3 separate regions of the Mus musculus genome follow, and regions 2 and 3 are each linked to region 1. The links are chromatin contacts, called in public HiChIP or PLAC-seq and promoter capture Hi-C maps. All regions are on one chromosome and are shown on one strand. Each heading gives the region's core, a stretch centred on a gene start, on an enhancer-like site or on the middle of the called end of the contact. The rest is flanking DNA. Distances are from core to core; before and after follow the strand shown.

Region 1 (3,595 bases), core at 412-2,911:
GGAGCTGTTATACCGGATTTCTTAGGGGAGGAGCTTTTCAGGGCAGAGATTTCCGGGGTCAGGATTTCTGGGATTTCAAATCCTGAGCTTGGGGAGCTCAGCGATTGGTGAGTTTTCCTGCTCAGGGATTGGTGGCTTTTCCCCCACACCCCTTTTGTTCACTTGGCCCATGGATCTGGATGGGAAAACTATCCATGCCTCAGGCGGCTTTGGCTGAGGTGACATCTCCCAGAAGCCAGTAGTGGGAGACAGAAGAGGAGGTGCGGTTGTCAGGGCAACTCCTAATTGCCCCCCACCCCCACCCCACCCCCCTGCTTAGGAACGACAATATATACCTTTCCACCAGTCCAACTAAATGCACTCAACTTTCATCCCACAGAAATGTCGGGGCCCCTTGCTGGTCCAATAAAGCAGTCTCAGCCTGTTGAGCTAGAGTTTAAATACTTCTGTCTCATTTTTCGTACACATAGATTTCCCTTTTGAATATGCTCAGTTTATTCACACAAACACTCCCTATAATACCATGCTATTATAAAGATTAAGGGACTCCCAGCTCAGGGTTGGTTCATCAGCATATCGAAGCCTGCTTGGCTCATAGGAGCTGCCATGTGGTTGGCTCCATAACACATCTTGAAAACATTACATTATTTCAAATCACACAAAATGGTTTTACTTATATTCCAAACTGGGTTGTAAATCGAGATTTCATTCTTCTGTGTAGCAAAACAGTTTATGGCTTATCACACACACACACACACACACACACACACACACACGTGTATTCCAAGATATAATCATCAATATCTATTGAAGTCATAGTTTAAACTAACTTCACCTTGTAAGAACTTTTATTTCAGGTAATTGGCTTAATTCAGTGGCTAGATCGCCTCTTTGCAGCAGGAGCTAGTTAAAAGAACAAGGCATTTGGGAAGTTGAAGGAGCTATCAATCTCGTGGGCATTTCTACTTGAAATAGCCGGCTTCCACCCTAGAGAAAGACACGGTCTGTATTAAGACAGAGGCCAGTTAGTTTTCTAGAGGATTAGATATATTTTAAAGGGAGGAAAAAGCACTGTTTCGCTAAACTAAATGTTCAACGAAAGAAGTGACCAGAGACATTCTATTCTCAGCAAGAAGAGGTCTAGCTGGCTGGTGGCAGTAGGGAGGCGACTTCGTAAAGCTTTAGCAGTAGGTGGAAGCATGATCAACATTTACCGGGAACTGGAAGTGTCAGGCAGGATTTTCTAATGACCAGGTTTTAATTAAGATCATGAGTGGGATTTAAAGCGGAATGATTCAAGAAATACAAAGCTGCGCCAGCCTTCCCATCCCACCCCGGCCGTGCCCTACGCCAAGACTTGACCCACCGAGGCACCCCGGAAGGCTAGAAAAATCCTGCTTCCAGCAACCTGCTGACCAATGCCTAGCTGCGCAGCTGGAGCTTGTCCCAACTTTGTCAAATAGCTCTGCCCCCAACCACTGCGGTGTTCTGCGCAGGCGCGGCCTTGGATAGACGCTGGTGGTAAATCCGGGATCTGCTAGCTAGGGGCCCTGCTCAAACTCACGTAAGATCACGTAACCAACGGCCGGAACCGCCTTTGCAGCTGGAGGTGCGCGCGCAGCGCCTTCCTAGCCTACGGGGGGCGGAGCCCACTAGGGGGCGGGGCGCGCTCGTGGCGACCAATCCGCGGACCCTGCGGTCCGCTGTCCCTGCTGGCCTGGGCCAGGGTACGGGTCCGTGGAGGCACTGGCTAAGAGGTGAGCGTGCTGCCGACTGGTTCGTCTTCTAGGCTGTCCTCTGTCTTCTGTCCCTTGGAGCGGCGGGCTGTGGGGGATGTAGGCACAGGACGGGGAGTACGGGGGTGCGGCGGGACAGGCCGAAATGACCACGCAGGCTGGACTCTGGAGGCCGGAGGAAGGGCTGGACCTTGCCGCCAGAGTTCATTCTCCCTGCGGCTTTGGAAGATCATCGGTGGTCCGGGACTCGGGGTAGCCAAGGTGGGGTCAGAGGTGGTGCAGTCAGAGAGGCCACCGACACCGACCTTTATTCCCTGCCTGAGAGCCAGGATCCCTCTAGGGTGGGCAGGCTGCGGAGAACAGCGTCTCCTGGAGGCCTGGCCTGGGAGTCCCGACCCCGGGACTACTAGGCGACCTTGGTGAGGAGGCTAGGCCCACCCTGAGACGGCCGAATGCCAATGAGTTACAATGGAACACAGCTGTCACTAGACCTCAAATAGCCGCTCGCTATGACCGGTGTCTGCCCCCAGGGGAGGTAAACAGGGAAATCTGCTCAGGGCCTTCTTGGCTGATGGTGAAGTCGCTGCCAGATCTCCTGGAAGAACTTCGATTTCCCTTGAGGGACCAGGGCGAGGTGTTAGGAAATCAGGCTGGCCGTATGGGCATCGGGCCAAGAGGGGTCTTCAGCTTTAGTCTTCAGGCTGGGGCCGGGGATTCTGAAGAGCATTGGCCCTTGAGTACTTGCCTCTTGTCTCTCTCATACCAGTATTTCCTTTATTTAAGCTTCCTCTGTAGGTAGGTAGTGTTCCCTGTAGAGTCCCCTTTAGTCAACATGACATTCCACAGGTGCCAAATTTACAATTGCACTCTCTAGGAGTCTTTTCTGTGTTTGAGACTGGAGATTTTGGGTAGTGGTCTCTTGAATGAAATGGAGAGGCAATGGCAGATCCAGGTAGACATATGGAATCCAAGGTGATGTCTAGCGTCAGGTGAAGGAGATCTAGGAATGCTCTGGAGGGTGGAGACTTGGAGACCCATGTAAGCCTGGAAAAGGAAGTTAGATTCAGAGACAGAGGACTCTGAGAAGAGTGCACAAAGCAGAAGACAGGAAGTTGGGCTAGCATTTTGGAATCCAGGACAGGAATCTTGGGGGATATGTTAACTGCAGGGGAATAACCTTTCATTTGGTGAAGCTGGAGTTGAGGGGGTTGTTGACAAACTATAGTTGAACCAAGACGGGCATGAGGCTCCGGTTCAAGATGCCCATCAGCCAGCTAATCATACTGGCCTGTCACCCGTAAGATGAGATGTCCTTTACAGGTGTGTAGGAAGCCCACCATGAACCAGCAAAGGTCAGACAAGTTGGAAGTGTTTGCTATGTTGTGTTCCATAAAGGCTCAGAATGGCTGGGTCTTCAAGAGGAAGAAGTGAACGTCCAGAGAAGCTTCCCACTTGCTCAAGGTTACACAGTTTGTAAACGCTCTGGAACTTGAATTATTTCAGGAGAGCAGCTCAGTTTACCTGGTGTTTAAGGACATTGCAAATAAGGATGGGTTTTAAGCTATTTTTCTAGGAAGTGCTGTTTTCAGTGGTAAAAGTGATTATCAAATAACAATTTCTTGCTCAAAAAAACCCAACTAGATGTAAATTTTCCTATACTTTGGAATATGTCTTTGAGTAGATTAGAAAATAACCTTGATAAGCAAATTACTGCCTTAATGAGTTTCACTAAAGGTGAACTTATCATTTGTGCTCAGCACTGGGGGAAGGCTTGCCAGTATTGTTTTCATGAGAATATTTCTCATGAAAGCCTTTCTGGGACTTTAGAAACTGATAAGAAGTGAAGTGTAATTGGACTC
Region 2 (3,595 bases), core at 558-3,057, 390 kb before region 1:
CCTCAGATACTCTGTGCAATATGATCATTAACTCATATAAACATGTCTCAGAGAAGACAAAAGTGTGAGTAATTTCATGTTCTGGTCACCACACAGCTGGAATTCAACATTGGAAACGATCATAGATTTATAGCACTAAGTGCTGGCTATTGGGGGGGGGGGGCTTCTTCTCAGGACCTTCATTTCATGACTCTTCCCTCACCCTTTGCTTAAATGCTACCACATTCAGGACACTCAGCATACCCAGAACAGTGTGTCTCATCTTCAGTTACCTCTGCTGTCTAGGCGTCTCCTCAGAGTGCCTTGTTAAGTTTCCCCATACTTATTGCTTGCCTCCTAAATGGTTTTGCTGTCTTGTGGAACCTCCAGTTTATGCTATTCAGTTGAATCTTAAATGTATAAATAAATCAACAGGGTTCTTTACCTAGAAGTTAATGATGGTAGCAACTGGAGATTCACCCTGCTCAGCACCTATAAAAGACTGGGATGTGGTCATCTATATAAGAAGCAAGGAAATTGGAGTATCCATCAACACCATCCATTACTGGACATGGGCTATAGATAGGAGATACATTGTTATTCTGCTTCTCCACATTACCATATAGACAATATAAATATGTTCCCACAGTCAGAACAAGTGCACATCAAGGTGCTTTTGTTTATAGTAATGATTTCTCATAGGTGGTGTGCAAGGCTCCAGCAACATCTTTAGCAGGAAAACTATGTGCATGCAGCTATATGTGTCAACATAAAGATCTCAGTCACTGGAAAGCGGAAACAGAAGAGACATCTATTTTACAGAGTCACTTTGAAGGAAAGACACAGTTTTTTCTATCATCAACAACAATAGTGTAAATAACAGGTGTGTAGTTATTTTATCAGATGTTGTCAAGGCAACACTAGCTGTTTCTATGGCTGTTCTCTGAAATAAACATGCTCAAAATCAAGAACACCTGGGGCCAAATGTAGTAGAATGAAGGCAAGAAGTATTCTCACCACTCCTCTTTCTTCTCTAAGGGACATTCCAAGCTGCCACTACCTTCCCAACTGTTGGTCACCCCAGACATCATGGAGAGGCTGCTGATAATATACCGAGACAAACTTGGAAAATAGAGTTCCTCCATCAAAACCCTTCTATGCCATTCTTTAATCCTAGTACCTCACAAGTTGTCTACATTCTTGTTTTTTCTTACAACTTTTGAAGGTACAGTCATGAAGATCAAGTTGAGAAATGAAAGAGAATGGTACTCTGTGAGGGCATTGTGGGAGAAGAGGTTTTGGTTTTTGTTTTTGTTTCCTCTCTTCTCATTCCAAAGCACAAGAAACTTTACAAATTCATGGCTGTCTGTGGAGTTAATTGCAGTGGGGTCCAGTTAGATAAGGAATTTCTCCCTATTATTATTTGCCATGTGCAGCCCTACCAGAATCTAACGGTTAAGCCAGAGCTTCTGAATTTATCCATCCTTCCCAGTTAGGCTTTGCATTTCAAACTAGGAGGACTAGGAGGAGGAGGCACAGAGGAAAGGGCAAACATAATCTTGTCCAGCCAGTTGTACAGATGGAGGAGTGAGAGATTTGGAGAAATGGTGATTTTGATTGTTAGAGAATAAACTGAATTAAATATTAACTTCCAGAAGAAAGAATGATCTCTAAGTCTAGACATCTATATTAGTCTTAGGCCACTGTCAGCCCAGTTTTTTATCTCTAAAAAATCCTCAAAAGAGTAACCATGATCTCTTAGATGAGACTAGTAAAATGAACCTAGCTAGACACAATGACATTTCCCAGCTAGCTTGATCATGAATCACTCCTTTCTCTAAGGACCAACTTGATGTCTCCATGAGAACCTCCCATTTGCACCGCTGTTCATCTATCATTTGGAAATAAAAGCTGTTTGCTTCTTATGTGAGCCAACACATAGATTAAACTGATAAAGAAAATTACAAGATGAATAAGTGCAATTTACTTGTCAAATAGAAATGGCTCCTTGTTTTGTTGAGCTTCTCCCTGCAGGAAAGCTGTGGTGTTAGACCTTTGCAGGAGGACAAGGCTGGGGCCAGTCTGAAGGTAGTTTGAGGGCTGGCGGAGCCTACAATTATAATGGACTAGGAATTCCCTATCCAGCCAAAGAAAACAAGAAAGAAATCTCTCCGTATACTTTCCACTTTAATGACAGTTATATCACTGCAGTGAAGGAGCTACGAGGGAAAGTGAAACCAGCTTAGCCTGGAGCATCAGGATGCTGAAGTCTGTAGAGACTAAGTGCATTTCTTTCTTTTTTTTTTTTTTTTTTTTTTTAGGTTGCATTTCTTAAGTGAAGGAAGAGTATACTGTAAAGTATGTATGAATAATAAGGACTACCAAACAAACCAGAAATGCAGAAGAAATCCTTTAAATTACTAGAAAGCTACTGATGTGTGTACATCCATATACAAGGATACACAGGCATACACATGTGCATATACACATACAATGTATGTAGATCAAAGAACAGTAACATGAAACGAAAAAAGACAAAAGAACAGAAGAAAGAAAAAAACAAACAAAAGGTAACCAGGAGCAAATGAAGGAAAGGAGAATATTAGGGACAGATAAACAGTCTCAAAAGTCAAGCTCGGAACACGTGAAAATTAAAATATAATGTTCCATCAGTACCACACCAGTGTTCAGATGTAGTAACACTGTGTGTCAGATACCATGCCTGTTAGAAGAAAGGCTTGCCTAGTGAGGGGTGCACAGGAGGACCAAGAACAAAGAATGGTGATTATGAGCCAGGAGAATAATAGACAAAAGGAATGTCAGAGTGCACTGTGTATCAGACTACGAAGCTACGTCAGAAACTGATAAACTAGGGTGAAGAACAACAAACGCTAACACAAATGTACAATGACCATACAACTGCATCTTATCACTGTTCCCGTTAGCTTTCCTGTAACCATAATAAACACTATGACTAAAAACAACTGAAGGAGGAGTTTATTCCAATCACAGTCTGCCATTGATGGAAGTCAGGGCAGGAACAGAGGCAGGAACCATGAAAGAAATGTTGCGTAGTGGCTTGCTCTTCATGGCTTGCTTAGCCGACTTTCTTGTAAATTCCAGAATCACCTGCCCAGAGATGGCCCTGCTTACAGTGGACTGGGCCAGCCCACATCAATCAAGTATCGAGAAAATGTTCCACAAATGTGCATGCCTACTGGCTAATATAATGGAGGCAATATCTCGAGTGTTCTCTCTTCCCAAGTGTCTCTAGTTTTCGTCAAGCTGACAAAAACTAACCAGCACATATACAGAATAACAGGAGACAAAACCAACAAAGCCTGAGATCTAGAAACTTCAAGAATAAATCAACAAAATTGAGCAGTAGCATGAAGTACGTAGTTTTGTTTTGTTTTGTTTTGTTTTTTTGACAGGGTTTCTCTGTGTAGCCCTGGCTGTCCTGAAACTCACTTTGTAGACCAGGCTGGCCTCGAACTCAGAAATCCGCCTGCCTCTGCCTCCCAAGTGCTGGAATTAAAGGTGTGCGCCACCATGCCCGGCGAAGTACATAGTTTCCATGGTTAAATATGACATAAATTTATGAGTTAAGAAGGTA
Region 3 (3,595 bases), core at 285-2,784, 350 kb before region 1:
ACTATACAGCCAGCCTCCTGTTATAAATATTCATACTGACCAAATGGTCAGTAGGATCCAAGCTCAGAAACCCTTCTCTACAGTTATTTGAGTAGAATTTAAACTATTTCCATGCCAGAGAATACCATATGGAATGCAGCAAGAATTCTTAGTCTGCCAGGGATATAGATGGTTTGAAGGATTCCTCACATTTTTAAATCTATTTCTGTACCCCAGCAATCATCTGAGGTGGATCATAAAACCCAATAGAGAGACTCTGTGGTATTGTTGATTATAGAAAACCATTCAGTCATCATGAGAATGATACAGCATGTGAGACTAGCCCAAGCTTCATCCCACAGTCTCAGCATGTGAGAAGCACTCTGTCTGCGGTTCTGGCATGTGCAAAGTGATTCTTGATTCCCCTGCATTACACTTAACGCATAAGGGCATGGGCAGCAACCACAGACAATGTTTCAGCAGAGTGTCATGGAAGGAGAGATGGACGAATGGGACCATGCCTTCAGGGAAACATAGCTTTACAAGTGTATGAAGGGTTAATGAATGTTAAAAGTTAAAATAACTAAAGAAATCGAAAATGAACATGTATCAAAGGTTTTATTCAGCTGTTCAATTAGGGAAGGAACTAGTAAGATTCCATCAGAGTCTGAGGCAAACCCCAATAAACACCAAAAGTACTTAAGCTGGTAAATCAGGGTTTCTAGAACAAATGTATAAATAATACCAAACCGGCATTTTCTGCAGAGTTCAGAGAAGGGAGTTTCAAAGTCCTTATTTAAGACAGAAATTGTGTATCCATGGATAAATGTCTTTCTTGGTATTTTAAGTTATCAACAACTTAGTTGCTAAGTAACTCAAAGACAATGAATGGTTCAGAGCCCAGGAGAGCCAGACAAACAGGAAGATATGTTTAGATGATACTTGTATTCTGTAGAAGATATCCCAAAAGGTTTGGTCCATATCAAAGTTCTTGGCAGTTTTCCTTACAGAAGCTTTTGTTATTGCTGCTTCTGGGGCTATTATGATGTGGTTTTCCTGGTTGGAATAAAGGAGAAAATTTGGCACATCAGGAAGAGATCAGAGAATTGATGGGGTAAAGCTTTCTGAATGTGTAAGACATCGGAAGATTCAGTAAGAAAGTAGAGTTAGCAATATGGCTCTGACATGGTAACTGCTCCTGCTTAGAAGTGATCTCACTGTAGAGTGGTATGTCTCCAGGATATGCTGTTCCTGGATCCCAAGGTGACTATAGGTTTAGTACAATATGTAGAAAGGGGACAAACAGTCACCTTTTCAAGAATAGGACATTGTAAAAAAAAAAAAAGAAAGAAAGAAAGAAACAAAACAAAACAAACAAACAAACAACTCTGGCAGCTAGATATCTTAGTTACTCTATTTTTTGTGCCTTTAGCCTTCAGCAGAGATAAGACAAATTAGGTATCATCAGATGTTATACAAGCACTTATGAAATGATTAACAAGTGACATGGCAAACAGGCTCCAAGCCAAAGCAAAGGAGACAGACAAAACATGAAGGCAGAGACAGGAGAATTTAATCGTGCTTTGGTTGCCCTGAGTCCCCAAGCAAGGAGTAAATGCTTTTCAGCAGAAGCCACTTCTAAGGACTTGTTACAGTTCCTCGGGGAAATACAAAAGGAGGAAACAGACTGAGGATAAAATGCAGAAAATGGATGTTAGACTTGTTAGTGATGCCAGGAAAAGTTAAATGGTCACCCTTAGAGATTAGGAAAAGATAATAAGATAGGGATATTTGCTGAAATGAGATTGGAATCAGTGAAGGCCAGCTGTGATACATGTGAACAACTTTACAATACAGCCAGAGTCACTGGCAAAGGGACAGACAGTTCAAGGAACACAACAGAAAAACAGACACAGACCCACAGAAAGGAAGGCACAAAAATCAGCTCCAATAAAGACAGTTTAAATAAAAGTTTTAGAGTGATTGGACAAAATAATGACTTCATCCCCTTGATGGAAATTAACATGTATCACAGACCTAAACATGAAAAGTACAACTGTAAGCCTTTTGAATGAGAATTTTTTTAGGTTTTTTTAGGTGAAGGATTCTTAGAGATGGTATTAGATTAGAATCAAGAGCATGAGCCGGGCATGGTGGCACACACCTTTAATCCCAGCACTCGGGAGGCAGAGGAAGGTGGATTTCTGAGTTCGAGGTCAGCCTGGTCTACAAAATGAGTCCCAGGACAGCCAGGGCTATACAGAGAAACCCTGTCTTGAAAAACCAAAAAAAAAAAAAAAAAAAAAAAAAAAAAAAAAAAAGAATCAAGAGCACGGGATAAATCTGACATCATCAAAACTAAAAAGCTTTTGTTTCCCTGTTAAAAAGAGTAAATGACATGCTTAGGTTTGTGGGTGGAACACTCAGTGGGTAAGGCACTTGCTGCACACGGGTGAGAACTTGAGTTCGAATCTCCAGAATCCAGGTAAAGCCAGGTGTGCACCTGAAACCACAGTGCTCCCAAAGTGCTCCCACAGGGAGATGACTGGCAGAGAGAAAAGAATGCCCGGAAGCTTGTTGGCCAGGTATTTTTGTGGACACAGCAATGAACAATAAAGAGACCCTGTCTCAAATAAAGTGGATGAAGGGGACTTATACCAAAGACTGTCTTCTGACACCTTGGCATGTGTTCATCCACACTCACACACATGTACACACACACACACACACACACACACACACACACACACACACACATGGAACACTTTATTGACTGAAAGAAAATATTTATAAATAGCAGTGCAAAAATGGTTAGTATGCAGAATAAATAAAAAACTTTAAGAACTAAATAATCAATTATGAAATGGGGGATACACAAACAGACATCTGGCTAGAGATGGAAAATGATGGGAAGTTAACATGGTTCAACACGTATACTATTCTTGAAATGATAAATTTAAAGAATGAAAAGGAAGCACTGGGGGTGGGAGGGATGCTGGTGGAGTCACAGAGAGGCAACAGGAAGAATCCTTGTGGTAATAGAACTTTCCTGAGTCTGATAATGACAATGCCATGCCCTGGCTGTGACTCTGTACTGTGTCCCTATGAGACGTTTCTGGGAATTCTTTGGAAATGCTTCACAGGACCTATTACTTATGAACATATATGAATCTACAATTAGTCTAAGAGTTGTTTAAAAATTTTAGAATGCTAGGTGGATGTAGTCTCTGTCCCAGCCATTGGTCCTTGGGTATTGATATGGACTAGGAGAATTGGATGTTATCTGATCGAGTTGTGGGTTTTTTAGAGAAGAATATGAAAGGGAGTTGAAGATAAGCGGGAGGGGGGAGTCTTGAGGTGACTGCACAGGCAGGGTAAGATGATGAAAAAGGGGTAGGAGAGCTGAAAAGTAAGAAAATAGAGGGATTGCTAAACTTTCCTCCCTAGGTGAAACATTAAAAATATCTTCTACTCCTCCTCCTAAGGTCCCAAGAGCAAAACTACACATCATTCCACCAACATTAACTCTGGGGAGCCATTGAGTTCATTGGGCTTCTTTATAGAGCATAGGTGGGGGTTATTTATAGAATTGTGAGTGCTCTTCCCCCTCAACAGG

Evidence for each region. Promoter capture Hi-C pulls out the DNA fragments that hold promoters and counts their contacts. HiChIP or PLAC-seq counts read pairs in DNA pulled down with a chosen protein or histone mark.
Region 2: a contact with region 1 is called in a CTCF HiChIP or PLAC-seq map of the NIH/3T3 cell line, with 10 read pairs. The contact joins the enhancer-like site here to the promoter of Gzf1 in region 1. A contact is called at or near these places in 3 of 39 promoter capture datasets (the 3T3-L1 cell line, hippocampal neurons and pre-B cells), 1 of 15 datasets of contacts at CTCF or cohesin (the NIH/3T3 cell line), 2 of 115 datasets of contacts at active chromatin or transcription factors (the NIH/3T3 cell line and bone marrow-derived macrophages) and 1 of 9 other capture datasets (adipose tissue).
Region 3: a promoter capture Hi-C map of pre-B cells shows a contact between it and region 1. The contact joins the enhancer-like site here to the promoter of Gzf1 in region 1. A contact is called at or near these places in 6 of 39 promoter capture datasets (the 3T3-L1 cell line, the C10 cell line, the HPC-7 cell line and 1 more), 8 of 115 datasets of contacts at active chromatin or transcription factors (the 230-238 cell line, acute myeloid leukemia, bone marrow-derived macrophages and 4 more) and 2 of 9 other capture datasets (adipose tissue and liver).

Annotation. Positions count from the first base shown.
Region 1 is chr2:148,679,459-148,683,053 of GRCm38.p6, forward strand. Gzf1 (GDNF-inducible zinc finger protein 1) reads left to right here and starts at 1,662. Exons shown (of 6, transcript NM_028986.3): 1 at 1,662-1,757. Gm46771 (a long non-coding RNA gene) reads right to left here and starts at 1,486. Exons shown (of 2, transcript XR_001783505.2): 1 at 1,367-1,486; 2 at 820-987.
Region 2 is chr2:148,288,399-148,291,993 of GRCm38.p6, forward strand. No RefSeq gene overlaps it. Among named protein-coding and RNA genes, the nearest start is that of Gm39957, 100 kb to the right of the region's middle. Within about 2 kb of position 1,808, at least 18 of the 459 cell types and tissues checked have an H3K27ac peak or open chromatin away from gene starts, as enhancers often do. A contact at or near this core is called in the NIH/3T3 cell line, where this site is marked.
Region 3 is chr2:148,327,572-148,331,166 of GRCm38.p6, forward strand. No RefSeq gene overlaps it. Among named protein-coding and RNA genes, the nearest start is that of Gm39957, 63 kb to the right of the region's middle. Within about 2 kb of position 1,535, at least 3 of the 459 cell types and tissues checked have an H3K27ac peak or open chromatin away from gene starts, as enhancers often do. A contact at or near this core is called in extraembryonic endoderm stem cells and pre-B cells, where this site is marked.